Linked DNA regions of Rattus norvegicus: region 1 is linked to region 2. The links are chromatin contacts, called in public Hi-C maps. All regions are on one chromosome and are shown on one strand. Each heading gives the region's core, a stretch centred on a gene start, on an enhancer-like site or on the middle of the called end of the contact. The rest is flanking DNA. Distances are from core to core; before and after follow the strand shown. Region 1 has its middle 210 kb from the start of Has2. Region 2 overlaps Has2 (hyaluronan synthase 2).

The links. Hi-C and Micro-C count contacts between places; a contact is called where the count stands out from the background.
Region 1: a contact with region 2 is called in a Hi-C map of the A7r5 cell line, with 6 times the contacts expected there. The contact joins two enhancer-like sites. A contact is called at or near these places in 11 of 12 Hi-C or Micro-C datasets (the A7r5 cell line, the Rat2 cell line, Schwann cells and 7 more).

Annotation. Positions count from the first base shown.
Region 1 is chr7:90,232,220-90,237,267 of GRCr8, reverse strand. No RefSeq gene overlaps it. Among named protein-coding and RNA genes, the nearest start is that of Has2, 210 kb to the right of the region's middle. Within about 2 kb of position 1,802, at least 9 of the 93 cell types and tissues checked have an H3K27ac peak or open chromatin away from gene starts, as enhancers often do. A contact at or near this core is called in the A7r5 cell line and Schwann cells, where this site is marked.
Region 2 is chr7:90,018,723-90,023,614 of GRCr8, reverse strand. All of the region lies in intron 1 of Has2 (hyaluronan synthase 2), which reads left to right. Among named protein-coding and RNA genes, the nearest start is that of Has2, 7.8 kb to the left of the region's middle. Within about 2 kb of position 2,069, at least 6 of the 93 cell types and tissues checked have an H3K27ac peak or open chromatin away from gene starts, as enhancers often do. A contact at or near this core is called in the A7r5 cell line and Schwann cells, where this site is marked.

The sequences.
Region 1 (5,048 bases), core at 553-3,052, 210 kb before region 2:
CAGGACGTCAGGAAGTAGGCCTGGGATGGCTGGTGGTGTCATTAAAAGCTGCAGAAACAAGATTCCTGTCAATCAGCTCACAGTTTTTATTTTAATTTTGTATGTGGGGTGTGTGTACATGCATGTGTGTCTTTCTGTGCACATTAGTATGAAAGGGAGAAGTCGATATCTGATATCTATGTCTCTTGACCTGTTTCTAAATAAGATATTTATATTTATAAATAGAATTAAAATGATTTTAAAATACGTGATCGTGCATGGTTTCAGTATATGAGCATGTAAGAACAGGTGCTTACAGAGGCAAGCAGTGTTACATCTACTCAAGTTACAGGCAATAATGAACTGCCAAACTTTTGTGCTCATAACTAACAATGTGACCATTGTCAAACCAGCATGCATTTTTAACCACAAAGCCTTCTCTCACCTCAATTTTTGCAAAAGGACTGTCAGTGAACCCAGCACTTATTTACTGACTAGTCTGGCTGGTGAGGGATATTCTAGAAATCTACCTATGTCCTCTTCCCCAGTATGTTACATGCTCTTCTTACTACTTCATGCTTTTTTTTAATAAATATAAATATGAGTACGTGCATGTTGCCTCAGTTTTGCATGTTTTCAATTTAAACTAGTAAGTAACATGCTAAACAGAAGACTACTACAGTCATATATCCCAAAGGCTCTCAAAAAAAAAAAGGAAAAAAATTAAACCCTTAAAATTAAGATCAGCCAAATTGGCTTAGGGAAATTTAGAGCAATTAACTTTTGAAACTCTAGGACCAAAGGGGGTCTGGAGATGAGGCAAATCCTGGTAGGCAAGCTCAGAGATAATTATCAACATGACTACTCATGCCTGAACCCCAGAGACAAACTTCTCCTTGCAGATGATCCTTGGAGAAAAAGATGCAAATTGGGCTGGGGCTGGGAAGGGCTAATTTACGGTGCCAGCAAGTACTATGAACACACGCCACGCTTGTACTTCTCTCAGGTCTTCCTGTGCGCCATCTCACTGATGCTCTAAAATTCATCTGGGAGTTTTCCAATAAGAAAAAAAGAACTGCAGTGTAGTAAAGCACAAAGGTTACCTAAGCTAGACATTTCAGAGATGAAAACACCAAATCTACACAATGTCTCCCCAGCCTTCCTATTTAAGTAATTTACCGGATTGCTTCCCTTGAAGAACAACATAAAGTTTCTTGGTGACTAGCTGTTTCTAGAACCTTCCTCGGTAGAAGGACACAGGAGTTCAGGTGCCTGTGGTCTAGGAGCTTGGGGTCTAGGGATGATAAAATTCCTTTGCTGAAGTTAGAATAAAGACTTCGTGTCTCAACTCATTTCATTTCACACCTTTTTTTGGCTCATCTCTCCATAGTAACACTGGGAGACTCATGGCGACGTGAATGTTATCCCTGATTTACAATGAGAAAAATGACACTTGCAGATTAACTTAGTTGTTTAAAGTCACACAAATAGAATGTGCTACAGGAAAGATCACAGCCCGAATGGACTGATGCAGCAAGGGAGATGATAGCATCATGAATATTAGGTAGCATCTAGGGACCTGGCACTTTCTTATCTTCCCACAACCAGATTCACATATTTGATTCAATAACTCTTCAGAAATTTTCTCCATTTTTCCCTTCTTTAAATATCTCTCTCTCTCTCTCTCTCTCTCTCTCTCTCTCTCTCTCTCTCTCTCTCTCTCTCTCTCTCTCTCTCTCTCTCCACCCTGTGTGTGTGTCTGTGTGTGTGTATCCATGTGCATGCTCACAAGAACAAGGATTTTCTCTTGTATTTCTGAGCAAACTGAGACTTGCAGAGGGGAAATAGCTTGAATAACGAGTGAGTCAGAGACAGATGGAGCATGAGTCTAGCCCTAGGTTTGCTTCCATGCACAGAAAAGACAGGCTGGGATGCTACCTCCGGCATTTCTCCTTAGGTGTGCTCTTCGTCTGGCTCTCCCTCTTGTCCTTGGCTTGTTAGTCTCTCTCTTAAAATCTCCTATCTTTTTGTACCCCTGTAATGCTAGTTGGAGTCCTGAGAAAGAGAGAGAAGCCATTAAATATTCCTAGAACAGAAAGGATTTTGTCAAGAAACACATGTTGTGACTCCTCACCAAGGCAACGGGAAACTGATGACGTGAGCAGTGGAATGTCTCCGGAGGATTTGGCAACAGTGTGTGAAACACAACGCCATGGTCAGCGATTACAGGCAAAGGTGGCTTATCCTCTGACCCCCTGCCACCATGCCTCCCACCAAAACTAGCTTTGGGAGCATTAACAGGAATTGAAGTCATTCAGATGGGTTAAAGAGAAAATGTTAAGTACCAAATAGGAGAATTTCCTCTCACAATAAATCCTTAGGACCAAGCAGACTCTGTTATAGCTGTCTTCTAAGCTCACTGTCCTCTAATGCCAAGAACAAGGGGAATTTGATATGCTAGGCTCTGGCAAATGGGAGTCAAAGCAGCTAACTTCATTAAAGATTAAAGCCATCAATGGAGTCATCCACTCGTGAATCCTGAACCCTAGTCACCCGGTGATAACTCTGTTCTGCTGGCACCTCGGCTGTTGCCCTGGCCTTTTCGCTGAAGATTAGGTGATTTATGACGGAATTTGCATAGGCAAACAAATCCCCAGATGTAAGCTGCCTGACCCAGGTTTCATGGTTCACTAAGGATTAAGATTTTCCTAACTCCTTCTGGGTGGCTAGAGGCTCTGACAGATATATTTTCTCAGTTAGTTTCCTGACTGTGGTAGGTATTGCTTCCTTCAGTGGCTTGATGAAGTTTGGCTCTGTCCAGGAGGAGTGAATTAAAAATGGTGGACTATGACTGTCACATTTTGCAGCCTTTAATTGCATGGGACTTGGTTTGGGAGAAACTTTCTTTACCATGTGAAGAATTTAGGGGAGGTTTGCAAATGACAATGACAAGGCCACGACCAATCTATTGGGATTGTGGGGATTACCTATGAAGGTAAACTTTATGAAAAAGATTTGATCGACTAAGGAAATATCTAGTGATAGCACATCATAACTAAGACAACAAAACCGCATTCACAGAATGACAATAACCTCGGCGAGTCAGGAACAGCATGTTTGAGTCGCTGATTTAATAACGGTCTGAAAGCTGCCTTGAAATGTTGACTGACAGATGCTGTACACAGGAGAGTGAGGGTGACTGTTCCACCTTCTGTCTGATAGGCATGAAGTTTATGATGTCAACATGTCAGCAGTGATTCTCTGTTGAAGTTCTTCCAAACCATGGTACATTGACGCTTAGAAAAAAATGAGCAGAAATGGATGACAGGGAAGGCATCATGAGCAAATTGAAAAAAAGAATGGAAAGACATCTAGTAAATCTGATGCTGGGGCCAGCTCCACCCTATCCTACCCTTGGCTGGCACAGACTCTATGTATATTCCTGGGTGGGAATCAGTGCATTCTGGTCCATGTGTAGCAGTTTTCCTTACGTGGTCCTAGTGTAACAAAATATTACTTAAAACTGAGTTCACATCATCTTCCTGAATTCTTTGTTAAAGGATCATGTTTTTCCTCTTTGTCACCCACAGACCTGTGTTTTCAACAGCTACAGAAATCAGACAATCTTCTTCATAAACTGACCTCACATGGCTGCTAGTTGGCATAGTGAAATTATAGGCAACCTCAAGGGTCTAATATCCTGTCGCCACAACACTGATGCTTCTGCAGAGGCTGTCTCATTGTATCGGAAAATATTCTCAAAGGGTAAGCCTATTTTTTCACACTTTTTTAATTGCATTTTTATTTACATTTTAAATGTTATCCCATTTCCTGGTTTCTCCTCCAGGAACCTGCTATCCCAGCCCCAGCCCCCCACCTGCTTCTTTGAGCCTATTTCTTATCCTGGCAGACCCTTCACATCTCATGTTAAGGGAAATGGTGGCAAGGAATTGTAGCTGAAAGAATTTTAAGTTTCACCCATGGAGAATCAGGGAGGGCAATTGTCCTGAAAGGGATTATTTGACAACTACAATAAGACTCTTTGTTATTAGAATTTAATTGATATTTGTTACCAGAGAAGAAAGTTGAAAGCAGGATACAAGGCAAGCAATTAAATCTGTTTTTATAAAGGTAAGTTAATGAGTTGTCAAGTTTGGTAAAGCTTATCCTCTTGCCTCCGTGTTATACCGTAAAGACCATAGAGGGACAACTACTGATTTGAAGAATGACAAACATTCATTTCCATGACTGAAACATTAAATCAAGCAAATTCGTGCATGGCTTATATATGTTAGTAGATGTATTTCTGATACTGAACTGTGTTTTTCCCTCTGCACTCCCTTTCCACTTTCAATATTTCCTCTTCCTCTTCCTTCCCTTCCTCTCGTTCCCCTCCCTTTCTCTCCTGTCCCTTTTCTTCACCTCTCCATTCTTTCTCTCCCTCTTTTCTTTCCTTCTCCATTTATCACATGCTGCGGACTAAATTATCTTTAACCCCCCAAAGTGTGGTGATTTGGTCATATTTGACATCCAGAGTAGAAAATAGAAATGAACCAAATGTATCTAAATCACAGCAGCCCTAGCAATCAGCACGTGGTCTGGATTAAGTTAATGAACTAACTAACCTCTATACCAGTATTGGCCTTTGAAGAAAATGAGAATTTCTGCATACAAATCAATATTGCTTTTCTTGGTCATCAGGGAGACATAGCACACATATATTTTCTAGCAAAGTGGTTGCAAGAAGGAAAGAGATAAAGAAAGGGGGGAGATATTTGTTTAATAATGTTCTGAGGCATTATCTAATTTTTAGCAGCTACAGCCATGAATCTCAACCACCAGAGGGCAGTATACAGCTAACAGCCAGGTGGTTTTCTTTATTAAGCTGTCTACTCAAACATCTGTTGCTTAAGGCCATCAGTGACTGCTTAGCCTTTACAGCAACTGGAGTTTGATCTCCATTTAAGTTTATGTCAGTGTGTGTTACTGAGATCACTGAAATGTCTTCAGTGTGATTTTTCCACTTTCTAGCACTCTAGAGAAATCCTCAGGTAAGTATAATCCTAATC
Region 2 (4,892 bases), core at 820-3,319:
CCGTACTCATAAAGTTGCTCAGACTGCAACTTATAATTGCTCTCAGGAATCATGCATATCTTTTGTCTTTATTATCTTTATTGCCCCAAAGTCTTCTAGAGAAAGTCTGGGACTCCTCATAGTCATTAAACTGTAAATACTGGGAAGGTACCATCTGATCTAATTTCAGTTGCTTTTCCAGATGCACATGCAACAAATCTGAGTGAACGTCAGCTCCCCAGATCAAATGTAGATGAGTGCTATGTGAAACCTATGAGAACTCTGTTCTCAACAGGGTCCTAAGACAAGGAGCACAGCTGATAGCCTCTTCTTATTCAATAGCTTCCTGTCTTTATGACACAAAAGGTCAAGGGTGAGGAAAAGGCTCTGTCTGATGCTTATTGACCCGGGGCCTCACGTGTGGGAGATGGGTGACCAGTATAGTCCTCTCCACAGGTGGCAGCTCTTGGAACAGTAGTGTCTTTCTCACAGGAAGGCGGGATTTCTGCTGCTGCCATTAAAGTTGTGCTTGCATAGATGGGCCAGAAGCTTATTCGGAAGCAACACTATTTTCCATGTCTTCAGGCTACGTGCATATGGGAAAGTACAGAAGCCTGGGGGGTTTTGAGTATTGCCTGGCAGTATATCCAGCTCCATATTCACTGTCTACACACCATACCTGCAAGAACACACCTTAAAGCTCTTCCCTTCTTTCTTCATGATATTCAGTTTTGGTTTGTTTGTTTTAGCTAGAAACGAGACTTGTGTCTAATTTCTCATAATGATTCAATTTCACAGAAAATGCTCTCTGAATATTTGGACATTGTGTGGGTCCTACTCCTGGTTCATGACGTTGGGCCGGTCACTTCCATGCTCAACGTGTCTCTTTCTTTGTCATATACATGTATTGTAGTATACGATTAATAATATGCTTGCCGCCTATAGACATTAAGATGAAAAATATTATACCTTAAAATGGAACAAAAGCCTTTCTCTACCCCTTGAGGTGAATAAATGATAAACAAATGTTAGCAGCCACTACAAATGGGATGGCGATGATGAGGAGGATTTTAATGAACTATCATTCACTCCGTGGATATTTATGGCACATTAATTGTAAGTCAGGCAATATTTTATGTCATGGCATACACTAGTAAAAACAACAGGTAGATAAGAACATGGATGGACAGATGGACAGGGGTTGATAAACTGTGAGATTATACTGTGTTTGAGTAACCCCTTCTCTTACATTTTGATTTAACCTAGATTTCTGGGGAGAACGGAACTTACTAAGTAATTGCTATCAAATCCAAGTCCAGTTGCTAGGTAAAAGTCAATGAGCTAAAAATGTGATCTTGCCACTCCCCAAATTCAAGTTTTACATTTTTAATATTTACAGAATGTAAATTTCTAAGTCATCTTAGGATCTAGGACTGAAACAGTCCTTTTTCTCTAACTGAACAGAGAAGCTGCATAGACACATTGTTCTTTTAGTGGGAAAGTAGGTTTGTGTAACAGAGTGTTTGAATTAAGGATTGTCTCAGGAAGTTTTACACATATGGTGCCCACATCCATAAAATTGGCCAGAGCAATTAAAACACACACACACACACACACACACACACACACACACACACTCACACACACACACACACACTCAAGTCCTGTGTGTCACTCCCTGAGATCGACGCATCTGCTTGGCGAAACAGAACTTCACAAAGTTCTTTTTTGCCCTTTGGCCTGTACTGAGATGCTCTGCGTGCCTCACCAGGCAGTGCTGAGCTGTAGCAAGAATATAAAGGTTCAATTCTAACCACATTTCTGCAGTTTGTTAGCAACTTTCCCAGGCTTCAAAAGGACATTCTGTAGACGCCTATGATGTAAGAGGGCGTTCCCACCTCAGCTGAGGCCAGCAGATGCTATGTGAACACTCTCTATATCCATGTGTGCTGATAAAAGGCAGGGAAAATGTGAATAATGGAAGACTGGCAGGCCGTTCTTTCCCTAGTGATGGTGATTTTGAGCACAAGCTAAGCACACACTTAAGCTTCTCCCTGGCAAATGCTTTGGTCCCCTTGAAATTTTTCACTCTTGTGAGAATGACTCATGTGCTGGAAATGATGACCTCCAAGTCTGGTGCTTACAGCACCTTTAGGCATTGGTTAATGTGCCCTCTGGGAGTGTTCAGCATCCTGTCAGCTGTGTTAACTAACAAGGGATGGCGTCCTTGCTCACCTCTCACTGAATACTCCTAAGCTCTCCCTTTCCCAGCAGACTGAACTTTGCTTTTGTGCTAAGGTTGCTGTTATCAGCTCTCCATAGCTCACACTGTGCTGTCCTGTACATATACTCAGAGTGTAACTCACATCAGTAGTTTGTCCAGGGTGCTTTTTTTTAGCTTCCTGGCCAACGATTCCTTTAAAGTGGGTTGTGACTCTGGGTTCTAGAAACACTGGCCACACTGTTTCACTTTGCTCCTCAGCGCAGCATTGTTTTGAAGAGTCTGAAGAGCCTGATCATAGGCATGTACCAGAAGAAAACGATGTCTACAAGATAGAAAGCTAGCCAGCAGAGGGCTCTGACCTACTCTCTGTTACCTTGTTTGTACTAAGGTTAATGAGATCCATCTATCCATCATCTATCTATCTATCTATCTATCTATCTATCTATCTATCTATCTATCTATCTATCTATCTATCTACCTACCTACCTACCTACCTATCTATCTATCTATCTATCTATCTATCTATCTATCTATCTATCTATCAATCAAAAATTAAGTCAGTTTTTGCCAAACTAGTCCATGCAGCTGCCTTGATTGGTGAGTGACATCATTCCATATTTAATGCATTTACCAATCTCTCTTTCCACCTTGGGGTAATACATTTGCCTAGAACTTTCCTGAAATATATTCAAACCAGGGGAAGATGAAGATTGGAGGGAGACTATCTTCTCTTTTAAATTTTTCTCTCTTGTACTAGAAAAGGCATGCCTTAATTTTCCACAGCCCCTAATGTTGTAGCTCCACCATATTGTCTGGAGACAAAGAGTGGTAACATTACTCGTGGAAAGACCCACAGAAATCTCGGAGCAGTGGAACACATACCTACTTGAGTATAATTAGATGCAATACAATCAGAAAATGTCCACACAGTAGTTAACGGCCAAGATGATACCATATTCCTATAGAATATTCATTTTTAGAGTTTGATAAGGACTAGGAAACTATAAGTAGCATATAAAAGAAGAGATTTTTATAGAGATAATTTTTTTGTGTCAAATTTCTTATTTAAAGCAAAATCATTCAGTTTTGTAAATTATTATGTATTAATGATATGCAAATATGACCAACTCCCAAAGTGGTTGTGAAAACCTGAGGAAAGGAGCATTTATACCATTTATAACAGGTTATAAACATGCATTTATAGCACTTATGCATCTTACAGTAGGTAGTGCATTTCTACAAGTGGGGGTGTTAAAATGAAAAAGATTTGTGAAGCAAAATTCCAATGCTCAGAATCAGACATGTTTGGGGTAATAAAAAAAATAAAAAGCCTCTCTAGTCCTTAAATTACTTAAAACAGATATACACAGATTCTTGGGTTGAACTGTCCAGATGAATTGGTAAATTCCAAACCAGTAATAAACCTTGACTCCAAATAAATAAATGGACTGGTCAGAAGTGGGCAGCACTGGGGGCACATGACCCTGGAGGTTGTCATCTGGTTTTTACACGCATGCACAATCAGGTGCATATGTACTTGCACACATAGTCACAGACACACACACACACACACACACACACACACACACACACACACCACACCAACTTTATTTAGGATAAATGCTGAATTTAGGGGTGAATTGGGAGCTAAAACAGGCTTAAGGCTTACCTGCTAGATGTTTTTATTTAGTTTGAACTTCAGCCATTGGAATCCAGGGGCTGTTATTTCTTACCCAATGATCCCATTACACTCATGATATGCCTTTTGTTCTATGATGCTGTTACTTTCCTGATCTTCACGACTGTATCAACTAACAGGGGTGAGTGGAAATAACAGACATCTGAACACTGGAACTTTGAAAGATCTTTACACAGGACATCTAGGGATAATGAATCTTAAGGGCAAAGGGGAATTTGTAAAATGTAAACATTGTCATTGAGCATGTCTTAAAAAAAAAACAAACAGACACACAAACAAAAACCTTGAGATCCATAGATGTGAGATGATCCACACAAGGTCATAGCACTAGCTGATAAGCTAGTCCCAGAACTCAGTTTTTCTAATCTCTAACCTCATCCAGATGCGTAGAGAAGATGTCAGCCTAAGGGACATGCGTTCGAAATAAAATGAAGTCATCATTGGGAAATTCAGCAGAGTCTCCTGTGGATTTGTTACTCATCTGTAATTAGGGGCTGAAGAAAGCATTGAGCAGGCAAAAGGATTGCTTTGCATTTAGACAATTTTAGTATGATGCCTAACTGTGGTTATAGACAGAGAGAGCTGACATAAACAAATGACCCAAGACTCTGAAAACAATGTAAGAAGGTATGTGTTCAGTGCATTGCAACAAATCCTGGCACTACCCACTCATTTGAGGCTTGAAATAGACCTGTGCCTTGTGTTATCAGCGCATCCTGATTTATAGATGTGCCAAGGTGTCAGCATAATGAGTTAAGGTGAGAAACTAAGTCTTACAATTCCTGAATGCTGCCTGGGGGAGGGGCACACCAAGTCATACTCCTAGAGGGGGAGCTATTGACATTGGGGGCTGCTGGGGAATTGTCTTCATCAGTGATTCATTCCCTGATGGTATGAATACATGACGGTAGGTACCATTGGCAACAGTAAGTGGACAAAGTGGATTAAAAAAAAAAGACATAGGACCAGTTGGAAAGGAGGAAGTAGACT